Linked DNA regions of Zea mays: region 1 is linked to region 2. A link is a contact called in public Hi-C data. All regions are on one chromosome and are shown on one strand. The core of a region is the stretch at or near the end of the contact, and the rest is flanking DNA. Distances in the headings are between cores, read along the strand shown.

Region 1 (5,777 bases), core at 1,074-3,573, 78 kb after region 2:
CTGAACACACGCGTCGCACTTGTCGTCGCGGCCGGGTCGACTAGAGTACACGTGAAACGCTATCCGCTGTGGCTTTCTCACGGAATCGTCGCTGTGGCCGGCCACTGTACTGTACGCTAAAATAAGAATGTCTTGCCCGTAAGCATGGTTTCTCTACTACATGAAGCACGCGTTATTATTAGCGCATTATCGGCTGCTAATAACAGGTCGCGACTCGCGAGTGGTTAGCCAGACACGTTAGTGTATGCGTGATGATCGTATGGAGCTGGCCACGCACGCGGCACGCCGACCGCGCGTCGGATGCACGTGGCAGCAGCGACGTGCGGCCGGCAGTGCCATCTCTGGCATGCAAAGGGTCAAAGATGGTCGTCGTACGTGTGACGTGTCCAGCTTGGTTGGTGACACGGAAGTACACAAAGTACAGGAGCGCATCGACGTTACACTTACACATGCATGATACAAATAATTAAAATGGGCAGAGAGGATCGTCTCTGCTGACAGCGACGAGCTGAGGCGGGGGGAGATGGTCGTCGACGGCTCGACGCGATTAAAATTGGACGGCCTGAAAAGGATGTCTGCAAGGCATTGCTGCTGCTGCTGCTGTAGCGCTGGCGGCAGTCTAGCACTATCGAGTGATCAAACTCCATACCTCAGTCAAAACGTGACAGATCGAAAGACTGCGGGATAAATTATGAGTCTATGACAACAAACACACAATATAAGTTATTCCGGCAGATCGAGAAGTGAACTATGACAACCTTACTAGAGACAATGGTTTTCTAAATCCAAGAAACAACTAAACCTATAAAAATACAGATAATAAATATAGAAAATCGTGAAGACATAGACTATTCACCAAGACTCTATCTTTTATTTTTTTATACTTAATCCCTATAAACCTCTTAAGATAGGCTTCCTTTAACGAGGATGTACATGCCCTAAAACCGTAGTCAGAATACCTGAACCTGACGCTGCTTCCCGGGCCATCTCTTTGACTTTTGCAGGCCAAGTTCATTGACACTTAAAAAATATACTGTTGCTCATCTTAACTGTGAAGAAGGTTTTTTCTAACCTATGTAATTAGTACTACACTAAAAGTAATAAACAGTTGTACAACTAAACTTCTCGTCTAATCGTCGTACGATCATATTATCAAAGGTTATAAAATTTATAATAAGTTTATTATTTGTCTGTCAATATATCAAAATTTAATTCTAAACCATTTAAAATTAAAAGATGAAAAAATGAAAATATTCGTGATTTTTTCTCCTTTTTATATGTCTTGTTATAGTGTAAATTAGAAATTGTAATTTGATATATTCATAGAATAAATAATAAAGTATATATAATAATAATAATAATAATTTCCGATAGTTTGATTATATGATGATCACATAGAAAATTTAATTGTCAAATACTTTTTTCACCACTAAAAAATAAATTAGCCATGAAAAAACCACGCTATCTAGTTTTTATAATACCTTTTGTGACTTTTTATTAAGGTTCTGAACAGTTTATTAGAATATCTATTAGAATGCGTGTGTATGCTATATTCGCACTTCATATTCAGCAGATGTTTGCATAGCTGGTTTTCTTTGCACCCCTAAAATAGCAGGTGTTACCAATGAAAAATATTATCTCTGTATCCTTGTGTAAATAGAATTACGGATGGAATGAACTTTCAGCCAGAAACAATACAATATTTTCGAATAAGGCCTAGACCAACTTCAATAAAACGTATAAATGTTTTGTATTATAGATAATACTGTTTATAAAATGAAGTTTGAATTATGGATTATTATAGATGATATTGTTTATAAGATGAAGTTTGAAATAGGGATTAAGATAGATAGTGAGATAGGTAGTCAGGAGATAGTGTAAGAGTTATATGCATTTCTTTCGATTAAATGGAAAATGATCCTTCGTGGACCTTATTTTAGAGCGACGCAACCATGCTCCATGGGCATTCAGGCTCAGCATAGCCCAAGTTTTCCGGAGAGAATGCTCAGAATTCAGAAATAGAATGGCCACGACAGTTGTTGTTGTAACTTGTAAGTCCGCACGGCGTCCACACCCCACGGTGCATGCACGTCCAGGTCCAAGCAGAGCGTTGTTTTCCGGTCCGCTCCGGCACTACTCGTGTAATCGTGTTAAACGATCCGAACTTACGAAGCGCTGGACCCAACAATCTCACGGCCCACGATAGCCTCCACTCAAGCTCACCTGTTTCCACCAGCCCACCAACACACGCCACGCCGTGGGCCCAAACAATCCCCATCCGTCGGATCACCTCCACAAACCCTAGCCACCGAACCCCTCCTACATAAACCGCTCTTCCCATTTCCCTCGCCCTGCGCCGCCTGCGTCCACCTCCGCTCGCCGCTCTCCCCGCGTATCCCTCTCATACGCAGCTCGCCCAGGTAAGGTAAGCCAGCGCGCCGCACGCCATTGCCGCCCTCGTTGTTTACTTCGCGTTTGGATCTGTGGCTGAGGAGCTGCGCGTTGGTTGGCCTGTGGCCATGCAGATGTCGTCCGTGGCGTCGAAGGTGGCGGTGCCGGAGTCTGTGCTCCGCAAGCGGAAGCGCGAGGAACAGTGGGCCACCGAGAAGAAGGAGAAGGCCCTAGTCGAGAAGAAGAAGTCCATCGAGAGCCGCAAGCTCATCTTCACCCGCGCAAAGCAGTACGCCGAGGAATACGATGCCCAGGTCAGATCGCCGCTCCTAACCTGCCTGTAGACTATTCGTGCGGGGTGGTTGGTAGGGCTTATGTGCGGCATGCCGTTTTCATCCTCATGGCCTGTGGAATCTGTGTTTGATTGGGTTGGGCCGTGGCCTTACGCTGATACGGAGCGAGTTATGCGAATGCTACTACGTAACATGATCGGTTGCTGTCAATGGTTGTAGTAGTAAGAAATGTGTTGGCCAAAGTAGCAGCAGTAGGACCGGTTAGCTGCTCTGCTTAGTGTACAACAAACTGTTATATTGCTTAGTGCATTTGGAACGCATGTGGTTAATGCTTTTGTTGCAAGATGTCCGAGCACAATCATTTTAGAATCTATTCGTTGGACAAGTACGATCGTCCCAACTGTAAGCAATCTAGAATATTTTTGGTCATTATAGTTGCCTATGATGTTATTATCAGTAGACCATCTAGCATTTAGGGTCGTTGGCATTCTTCATATGCCTGATGAAAGAGAACCCGGATGTGTTATCTGTGTGCTTATGGGGATGCTTGGAGCAGGAGAAGGAACTGGTGCAGCTTAAGCGTGAGGCCCGTTTGAAGGGTGGTTTCTATGTCAGTCCTGAAGCAAAGCTGCTCTTTGTGGTCCGCATCCGGGGGTGAGTCTCAGGTTCATATGCCAGTATTTTACAGAGGATGAATTTGTATGCTTATGCTGTTTTCCATTTCTGTTGAAACTACAGTATTAACGCCATGCACCCTAAGACCAGGAAGATCTTGCAGCTTCTGCGATTGAGGCAGGTGTGTTCACTGATGTCTGTTTTTACAATTGCATTGCTGCTATTATAATTTTGTCTGATTGTTTGTAAAACTGAACATTTGTTTATTTTAGATCTTCAATGGTGTGTTCCTCAAAGTCAACAAGGCGACTATTAACATGCTACGCAGGGTTGAGCCATATGTTGCATATGGGTAAGTTTTCTAGCTGATTTAATTCTTCCGTTGCCGCTTATTTTGATATATCCTCCATTGAAAATACAGAGTTGAAAGCAGATCATACTGTTGCACTTGTTGCTTGAGTGAATTTTTACAATAGAATAGTGTGTTAAAATACTAAATGTGGACTTAGATTGCAATCTTAATCAAGGCTGTGAGTTTCTATGTTCAGTACTTCAGTTCTTGTTCAAAATTGTTAGGTTACATTAGCACTTCCCATCAGTGATTTTGGTGATAGTATTTGCTTTTACTAAAGTGAAAATGCACAGTGATGCATGCATATTCAAATAGTTCCTGCTAAACAATACTACAATAGATAAAATTTGAAAAAAACATAAAGCAGACAGTGCCTGGAGTAGTTCCTGCATCTTAGCTTGGTGACTCATCTGCTTCTGATGACCTTACTAAAGTGGCAAATCTTGTTTAGGTACCCAAACTTGAAGAGTGTCAGGGAGTTGATCTACAAGAGGGGCTATGGAAAGCTGAACAAGCAGAGGATCCCTCTGTCCAACAACCAAGTCATCGAGGAGGTTTGTAAACTTGGAACTCTACATCTGGTTCCTGTGTTCTGTTTATATATGACAATTTACATGATGATCTCCACCTTTTGGTGTTCTATCAGGGCTTGGGCAAGCACAACATCATCTGCATTGAGGATCTTGTTCACGAGATCATGACTGTTGGCCCACACTTCAAGGAGGCCAACAACTTCCTGTGGCCATTCAAGTTGAAGGCGCCGCTGGGAGGCCTGAAGAAGAAGAGGAACCACTATGTGGAGGGCGGTGATGCCGGTAACCGCGAGAACTACATCAATGAGCTCATCAAAAGGATGAATTAGGTTCACGATCAAGCTCATTGATAGTACCCTGTGCTCTAAGTGACTTCTTGTGCTATCCTTATTTTATATTAGAAAGTTGGATCGTGGATGAATATTCATGCAGTTTTGATGTTTCGAACTAGACGTGTATGGAAGAAATCTGATCTTCTTTCCGGAGGTTTGGGATTAATTATTTAAAGCGTTTTGTATCCGAAGGTGTTAGCACCAGTCTGTGTCCAAGACGCCTTTCGTAAGAACTACGGTCTGTTAGCACTCGCTTGCTCATCGAACTTAGGAATATACCGAGGCGATCATAACACCGCGAAATAGGGAAATATAATAATAAAAAAAAGAAACGGACGCTCTGGCCCTGAGTTTCGAAACACACCCTCAGGCCTACCACGGCAGCTTACACCTATTTGTTTTATATGAAGGATATTCCCAAAAAAGAATATATATTGTAAACAATATTGCTATACGAAGCATAGATATACTAATAATTTAAAATATAAAAAAATAATTGTGCTGGGTTAGACCAACACTATGGGTCGATAAGGAGGTCTAGATAGTAGATACAACATGGTTCTTGGGCTGGACCCACAATATGCTCACTTTGAATTATGTTGAGTTGAGTGTGGCACTATTAAATATGTCGTGACTCAAGGTGCTCGCTAGACACGATTCATTTAGTCATTTATAGTGCAGTTCCTCCGTCATCAGCATCCCTTATCTCGCGAGCATAAAAAAACAAGAGAAAAAACTTCATCTCGTCTCACCCAAAACAACACACATTGTCGTTTGTGGTCTCCGCCTCTCTCCTCAGCCCTCGTCACATCACCGCTTGTCGTCTCTAGGAAGATATCCTAGATGCACCACGATAGGTGTACCGTCATCACACGTTTAAATCCACGTGAGGTGTATCCGTCGGGTCCACTGTACTAATAGGAAGGACACCGCTACACATCTAACTTGACATTGGTTTGGTTTGATCCAGAGGTGTGCAGACTATCTGTGCATTGGTCCATGTTTGTCTCCCTTTGGTATGATATAAAGATCTATGATTTTGGATCGTGTTTAAATAAATAATGCTTTAATAATGCATATCTTTTACCGTCAGTCTACAACCACATCGACGTCACGTCAATTATTTTTATAGACAGACTCTTATCTTAAATTAAACACAAGGTTAATATATATATATATAATTTATGTGAGTATATAATTAAGTAAAAAAAGATTTAGTTCATAAATATAAATACACATTACATAGTTTACAAACCATAAA
Region 2 (6,421 bases), core at 2,095-4,594:
GGGCTCCGCAGCCTGGAGCTCCTCGTGTCGTCGCTGTCCACGCAGGCCGCCGCGCCGCACAGGGCCGCGGCTCACCAGCTGCAGAAGCCGCCTTCGCAGCCGCCGATCGGCGAGATCGCCGACCAGGCCGTCTCCAGGTTCCGCAAGGTCATCTCCATCCTGGACCGCACCGGCCACGCCCGCTTCCGGCGCGGGCCCGTGGTCGAGGCGCCGCCACCGGTGCCTCCTCCGGCCGTCTCCGCTCCCGCTCTCCCCGTGGCGCACGTGGTGGCTCCCGTCGGCGCGGCGCAGCCCCAGAGCCTGACCCTGGACTTCACGAAGCCGAACCTGGCCGTGTCGGGCGGCGCCACGTCCGTCACCTCCACGTCCTTCTTCTCCTCGGTCACGGCCGGCGAGGGCAGCGTGTCCAAGGGCCGCAGCCTGGTGTCCTCCGGCAAGCCGCCGCTGTCCGGCCACAAGCGGAAGCCCTGCGCCGGCGCGCACTCCGAGGCCACCACCAACGGCAGCCGCTGCCACTGCTCCAAGAGAAGGTAAAATAACGCCGATGTCTCCAAGCTAATTAAAGGCTTGCTCACAAACAACAACAACACCAACAAAAGGAAGACACCACTTGTCATCTTCTAACCCTGGCCGCTGCCTTAATTGTTTTCGATTGACAGGAAAAACCGCGTGAAGAGGACCATCAGAGTGCCGGCGATCAGCGCCAAGATCGCGGACATCCCGCCGGACGAGTACTCGTGGAGGAAGTACGGCCAGAAGCCCATCAAGGGCTCCCCCTACCCACGGTAAGTCGTCTGTAAAATCCAATCTCCTCCTACGGACCTGTCGGCATCGCTCGCCCGCTCGGCGCTCGGCTCTTCTTTACCGTCGTCTCCGACTATCCGCGCCGACGAATCTGACTCTTCTCTCGCCGCCATCTGGTTTCCAATCCAGGGGCTACTACAAGTGCAGCACCGTGCGCGGGTGCCCGGCGAGGAAGCACGTGGAGCGCGCCACCGACGACCCGGCCATGCTGGTGGTGACGTACGAGGGCGAGCACCGCCACACGCCGGGCGCGCCCGCGCCCGCGCCCAGCCCCCTGGCGGCCGCGTCGCCGGTGCCCGCCTCCGCCGCCGCCGCCGTCTCCGCCGGCAACAACGGGCTTGTCTAGTCTAGAGCCTAGGATTAGCTTCTTCGTTCTTCATTTTGAGCTGATCCCCACCGCTCGATCTGACGCCCGTGTAAAAAAAAAAACAAACGAACAAGGTTGTTGTAGAAAGAAGAGGGAGAGGACACCTTCGACGAAACGACTTGGTTCTCTCGTAACCCCCCGATCGGTGCTGGATCCGTTTCTGTGGTTCTTTTTTTTTTCTGGCTCAGGAAAATAGTAGTAGCGCTCGAAATCAGACGGGGATCGTGTCTGCTGACCATCCAGATCTGTCGCGGCTGTGGCAGTAATAAACGAGTAGTAGTAGAAATCGTATCCTCGGGCGTGGTTAGGAAAGCAGTTTCGACGACGGACGGACGGACCATTGACCCCCGAGTTTATTTTTTAATAAATGCGGCGCACTTGTCCGCGGGCGGGACAGCTCATCGTCCCGCTTAAACAAAGCGCAATAAATGGACGGGACCTGCCTTCTGTGCAGAGGTCAAGGCGTCAAGCCTAGTGGGGCGCACCAGCCTAGCCTGTCTACGGGTTGTGTCATTATTTTTTTCTAGCTATCCTGCCCCCAAGCGGGGCCCACTGGAGAGGATGGGACGGGACGCAGTGGTCAAAGGTGAGGGGGGTTGCTTTCCAGGCTGGGCTCTGCCTGCACTGCACTGCACCCATAGTTGACCGCAGCCTGCTTCACTCTCTCTATATCTCTATCTCTGCCATCATCGGAGTCGGAGCAGGAGTGCTTTCACGGTTTCACCTTCCCTTTTTTCCCAGCTTTGCCCGCCTTTGGCCTCGAGGACCCGAGAGAGACAGACTACAGAGGGAGGGCCGGAGGGGGGTGGCCAGTTTTCAACGCCTCGGGCTGCCCGCCCCCCCGTCTGCGTGTCTTTTGTTGTTTTCCGGAGGTGGTGGGAGTATGGGACCTGGTTGGGCCGGGCCTCGCGTCGCGTCCGGCCCCGTTCCGTTTCGTTGACCTACCGAAGCCGGGCGCCGAGAGATGGTGCGTCGGCACCAAAGTCCTGCTTGCCACCCACTTTCCTGTCTCCCAGTCCCAGGGATCGCTGTGAGACTGTGCTGGGCTGGGAACTCAAGCTAGCAACGGGACCTCCTGAAAAATAAAAAAGAAAATAACCTATTCTAGTTCTAGCAGTTGTTGTCATTACTCTCAACTGGACTCTTCCTATCTTACGGTAACTAAATCAACCGGGTGAGTTAATTACAGTTCTGCAAAAAAAAAAAAAAAAAATTCCCTCCCGCGTAGTTGTCACGGTCGGTCCTAGTGCTCCGCCAGCATCTACCAATAAGTTCGCAGGTCGTTTTGGGCAGCCTTCTGGTAGTAGCAACTACGTATATATCTAATCCACTCACATGCCCGATTGGTATACGTCTCCTTCCCCCCGCCATTTTCTACTACTTTTTTCTCTCTCTCTCTCTCTCTCTTCACGGTGGGCACTGGGCAGTAGTCAATAGACCTGCATATATAATATATATATATATATCATCAAATGATGACCACCCACTCCCCAACGCACAGGTCAATGGAGCCACCGAGCCAGAGTTAAAGTACTCTATCGAGATAGAGAGAGAGTGTGTGTGTGTGCCAACTTTGCCTGCCTGGCTACAAGCTAGCTAGTAGATAGCTAGGCTGTGAAAGTAAAAAAAATAAAGCGCCGTTACTTTTGTTTGATGTAGCGGTCGTGGGCGGTGCACGCAGCAGGGGAGAGGGAGACTTTGGGTTCAGAGTCCGCCGAAGCGACTAGCGAGAGCTGGACACCTCCCTCCAACTCCAACATTCTTTGCATCTTCCTGCTCCCATATGCTTTCCGCCTAACCCACCGCTGATCCGCTGAAGCTGAAGCTGAAGCCTCCCCCCACGATTTGTTTATTCCCTGCAAATCTCACGGTGGGACACAACAACCCCGCCCCCGCCTTGATCGGATCAACCGATGCGAGGTTTCCTCCGGGCGAGCTGAGCTGAGCTGTCCAACTGGACTTCCACTGCGTTCCGTTCCATCATGGGGCGACTGACACTGACCTAAAGCTACTCACGAGACTGCGAGTGCCTGTCTTTAAACAATTCTGTCCGTTTGCTTGCTTGCTTGCTTCCCGATTGCTGCCTGTGTCTCGCTCTGGCACTGTGTGGCAGTACCAGTACGTGCAGAGAGCGACCGTCACTGTGTGGTGGAGCAGAGCTGCAGAGCCAGAGAGCTGACATGTGACAGTGGCGCCGCTGGCCCATCTTGTGGTCCGGCCCTTGGTCGCATCAGCAGGGAGTAGCAGTGTCTTGCGTGCCTCTCTTGCATTGCATGAGCTCACCCCACGACCTTGACAGGCATAAATATAATCGCGCAGCAACAACAGATGAACAATGTTCAAAGCGTGGGTCCGCCGTTCAAGCAGGAAAAATGAGCACTACTATGTACTAGTACATGTGTATGTGTATATATGGACCTTTTGCTCTGGTCGTCTCTCTTGTCTCGACTGAGTTTACGTATGCAGGTAACCCCTTCCCCAGCTCGCCCTAAAGAGTGCGAGTGAGTGAGTGAGGCTTGATTAGTACTACTACTACTAGTTTAACCTCAGTGCGCCTAACTATCTAGTCTAGTGTAGAGCCGCATGATTTGACTAATCACCATTCGTTTGGTGCCTAGCGACGCGGCCAAGGAAGAAGCTGTCCGTTGGTTTCCACACCGGGAATCATTCCTAAAGCTCTCTCTCTCTCTGTGATCATGCTTCAACGTACGTACTAATTATAAACAGATATGCCGGACACACGACGCGACCAAAATGGAGCTGATTTCTGTGCCTGGGATCATTTTTTTTGGTAGTACTACTGTCTACTAATTATCAGGATCGAGGGGGTGTGGAACAGATCGCAGCCACTGCTCTCTCTATTTTTTTTTCTAGCGCCTGCTGGGTGCTTGGCCAATGCAACGCGCCAACGCCCCCATGTTCTCCTCGGGGATTCGGATCGTCCGTGTTTGATTCGCTTCGGGTCAAACGCCACCCGCACTGATGTGATGTGACGTGAGGCTCAACTGTTTGCGTTGACAGTTGGACGGTGGATATCAAATGGAACGAGGGTGCCAGCGGCCCAGCGTGTGCTGTTGACTCGCCGCTGTGCTTTGGGTCGTCGGTTAGTGTGGTACTAGGAAAGGCGTGTCTGTGACGCGGTTACCGGTTACTAGTATATTGGATATATGCTGTGAACCGCCTATATATATACTAGTCAAAAGATTGGTTAGATTTTTGGAGTCATGGAGGTTGAGAACGAGAGGCAGAGTCGGTACACCACTCCTGAATTCTATTGGATGTCAGGAGACTACAAATTACAGATTGTCTTCTAACCAGTTTATAGACCAAATAAATTCATCACTAGACTCGTAAATGCTACTCTCCTTAATAGACAATTGAGGTCAGCTCAAGCTTTGAAGCCAACCTAAAACCGGCCCTAAAATCTTCCCAGACTTTCATCACAGGATGTCCAAGATCTCAGGACATCCTACTCATGGTCAGCTCCAGAAGGGTACCATAGCCCAACTCTCGTTATAGATTCAGATTCAGACAAGACAAGTTTAATCATATTCGCAATGAACTCGGTAAATGAAGACTAAGAGGAAAATCTCTATGATTATGAAATTGATGTTGCCCGTATAACAGATCCTAGGAGCAACCCGTGTGTGTATATATATATACAATCGCAATCAGGGGCAATTACAAATCCAACACGTCAAACCCTGGCAAGAAACAGCAGAAGGCCATCGTTGCCAGCCACCAAACCTTGCGATATCTCATGGCTCAAGCTTGTTGTCTTCCTTACCATTAGAGGTTGCGTCATCAGGGCCTGCACAAACAGAGCTGTCAGGGATGTGCAATAAAAACTGTGAAAGAGGCAAAAGATGCTTTTGCAGATTTGATCACTCCCCACTCACTCTACATGAATCGACAAGCAATGAAGGTTTTGCAGCGCAATGGATACCTTGTTTGCTCCCCTTACAGTTACAGCAGCACGCAAAGAATTCTCCTAATGGACGTTTAGGAATAGGAATAAGCTTTCCCACGAATGCCAGTGGCCAGCTGCAGAGCAATATGAGAATGATCAGGCGCGATAGTGGGAACAAACATGTCACCAATCTACCAAGAGCTACTCTATTTCATCAGCAAGCATATGAAAATCTTACCTGAAGAAAGCAAGACCTATCGATACCAACCACAGCTGCCAACTTAGCCTAACTGTTGAGGCAAACTTGCCGAGGAACTCAACGATAAGCGCCTAAACATAAACAGAAACAAAAGTGTGAAAACAGTACACCTAAATCAATTTATCTTGGTTAAGAAAGGAGATCCATTCTAGAGATTCTACCTGGAGTATAACTGTTATTACTATGATGCCAATAAAAAGATGGTTCCCTGAAATGCCCTTGAATATATTCAGCTCATCTGGTTTACGTGAATTGAATTCGTTGAACACCTAACAAGACAAAAATGCACATGTCAGGCCACTACTGCATTTGTTGTATAAAGCCCCGGAGTTACAATAGACAAAAAAAAGGCAGAAACTTCTTTTATAAGCATAAAAGCTGAAACGCAGAACCTGGCAGAGAACAAATGTGTTGAATATGAAGGTATTTTTCACTTTATCTGCATGTGCTGGATCATCATTTTTCAACTGCAGGAGGCTTATCCCCTTGAAGTTGAGACTAAGGAGGACTGAAACTTGAAACGTAGCCTGAACAAAGAACCAAGTGTTTAGTAGGAAGATCCATATTAAGAAACACAAAATAAAGCGGCACCTGTAGCATACCATGATAATCAAGTTTCTCCACATGATATTTGTTACCAATGGCTCCCTGAAAAGATGATGAGAAACCATTTAGCGCTGCTAACATAAATATTTTTGACACTTCAAAGCAACAGAGATAAATACTGACATAAATTTGCTGCAGCTAAAATTCTCAACAATCTTATATTTACAATTTATTGCAAAATACTTACTCTCATCACAAAAATGTAGGTCCATTTGAGTTTTTCATTAGTCAAACTTTATTAATTTTCAATAATTAGAAAACATAGATTGGCAACACAAGATTGATGCTAGCAGATCATCATGAAAAATACTTTCATTTTCCTATTTAAAATTTATATTATATAGATTGCTAAATACTGTATTACAGGTCATGTCAATGTCAATGTCCCAATGTATTTGTGATAAGAGAAAGCAATGTGTACAATTACTGAACATATTCAGTTTCAACAATGCTAGAAGACAGATGGCGATTCACT

The links. Hi-C and Micro-C count contacts between places; a contact is called where the count stands out from the background.
Region 1: a Hi-C map of leaf shows a contact between it and region 2, with 5 times the contacts expected there. The contact joins the promoter of LOC100281870 here to the enhancer-like site in region 2. A contact is called at or near these places in 4 of 25 Hi-C or Micro-C datasets (ear and leaf).

What each region holds. Positions count from the first base shown.
Region 1 is chr10:143,587,904-143,593,680 of Zm-B73-REFERENCE-NAM-5.0, forward strand. LOC100281870 (60S ribosomal protein L7-like) reads left to right here and starts at 2,324. Exons shown (of 7, transcript NM_001374448.1): 1 at 2,324-2,425; 2 at 2,526-2,705; 3 at 3,241-3,338; 4 at 3,423-3,480; 5 at 3,572-3,651; 6 at 4,103-4,205; 7 at 4,298-4,685. The coding sequence starts at 2,526. The coding sequence ends at 4,513.
Region 2 is chr10:143,509,032-143,515,452 of Zm-B73-REFERENCE-NAM-5.0, forward strand. LOC100501518 reads left to right here. Exons shown (of 3, transcript NM_001357710.1): 1 at 1-530; 2 at 660-785; 3 at 934-1,289. The coding sequence ends at 1,150. LOC103642035 (calcium-transporting ATPase 5, plasma membrane-type) reads right to left here. Exons shown (of 34, transcript XM_008665346.2): 29 at 5,943-5,988; 30 at 5,733-5,867; 31 at 5,502-5,609; 32 at 5,320-5,411; 33 at 5,118-5,215; 34 at 4,656-4,982. The coding sequence ends at 4,930. Among protein-coding and RNA genes, the nearest start is that of LOC100501518, 3.4 kb to the left of the region's middle. Within about 2 kb of position 3,345, at least 18 of the 20 cell types and tissues checked have an H3K27ac peak or open chromatin away from gene starts, as enhancers often do. A contact at or near this core is called in ear and leaf, where this site is marked.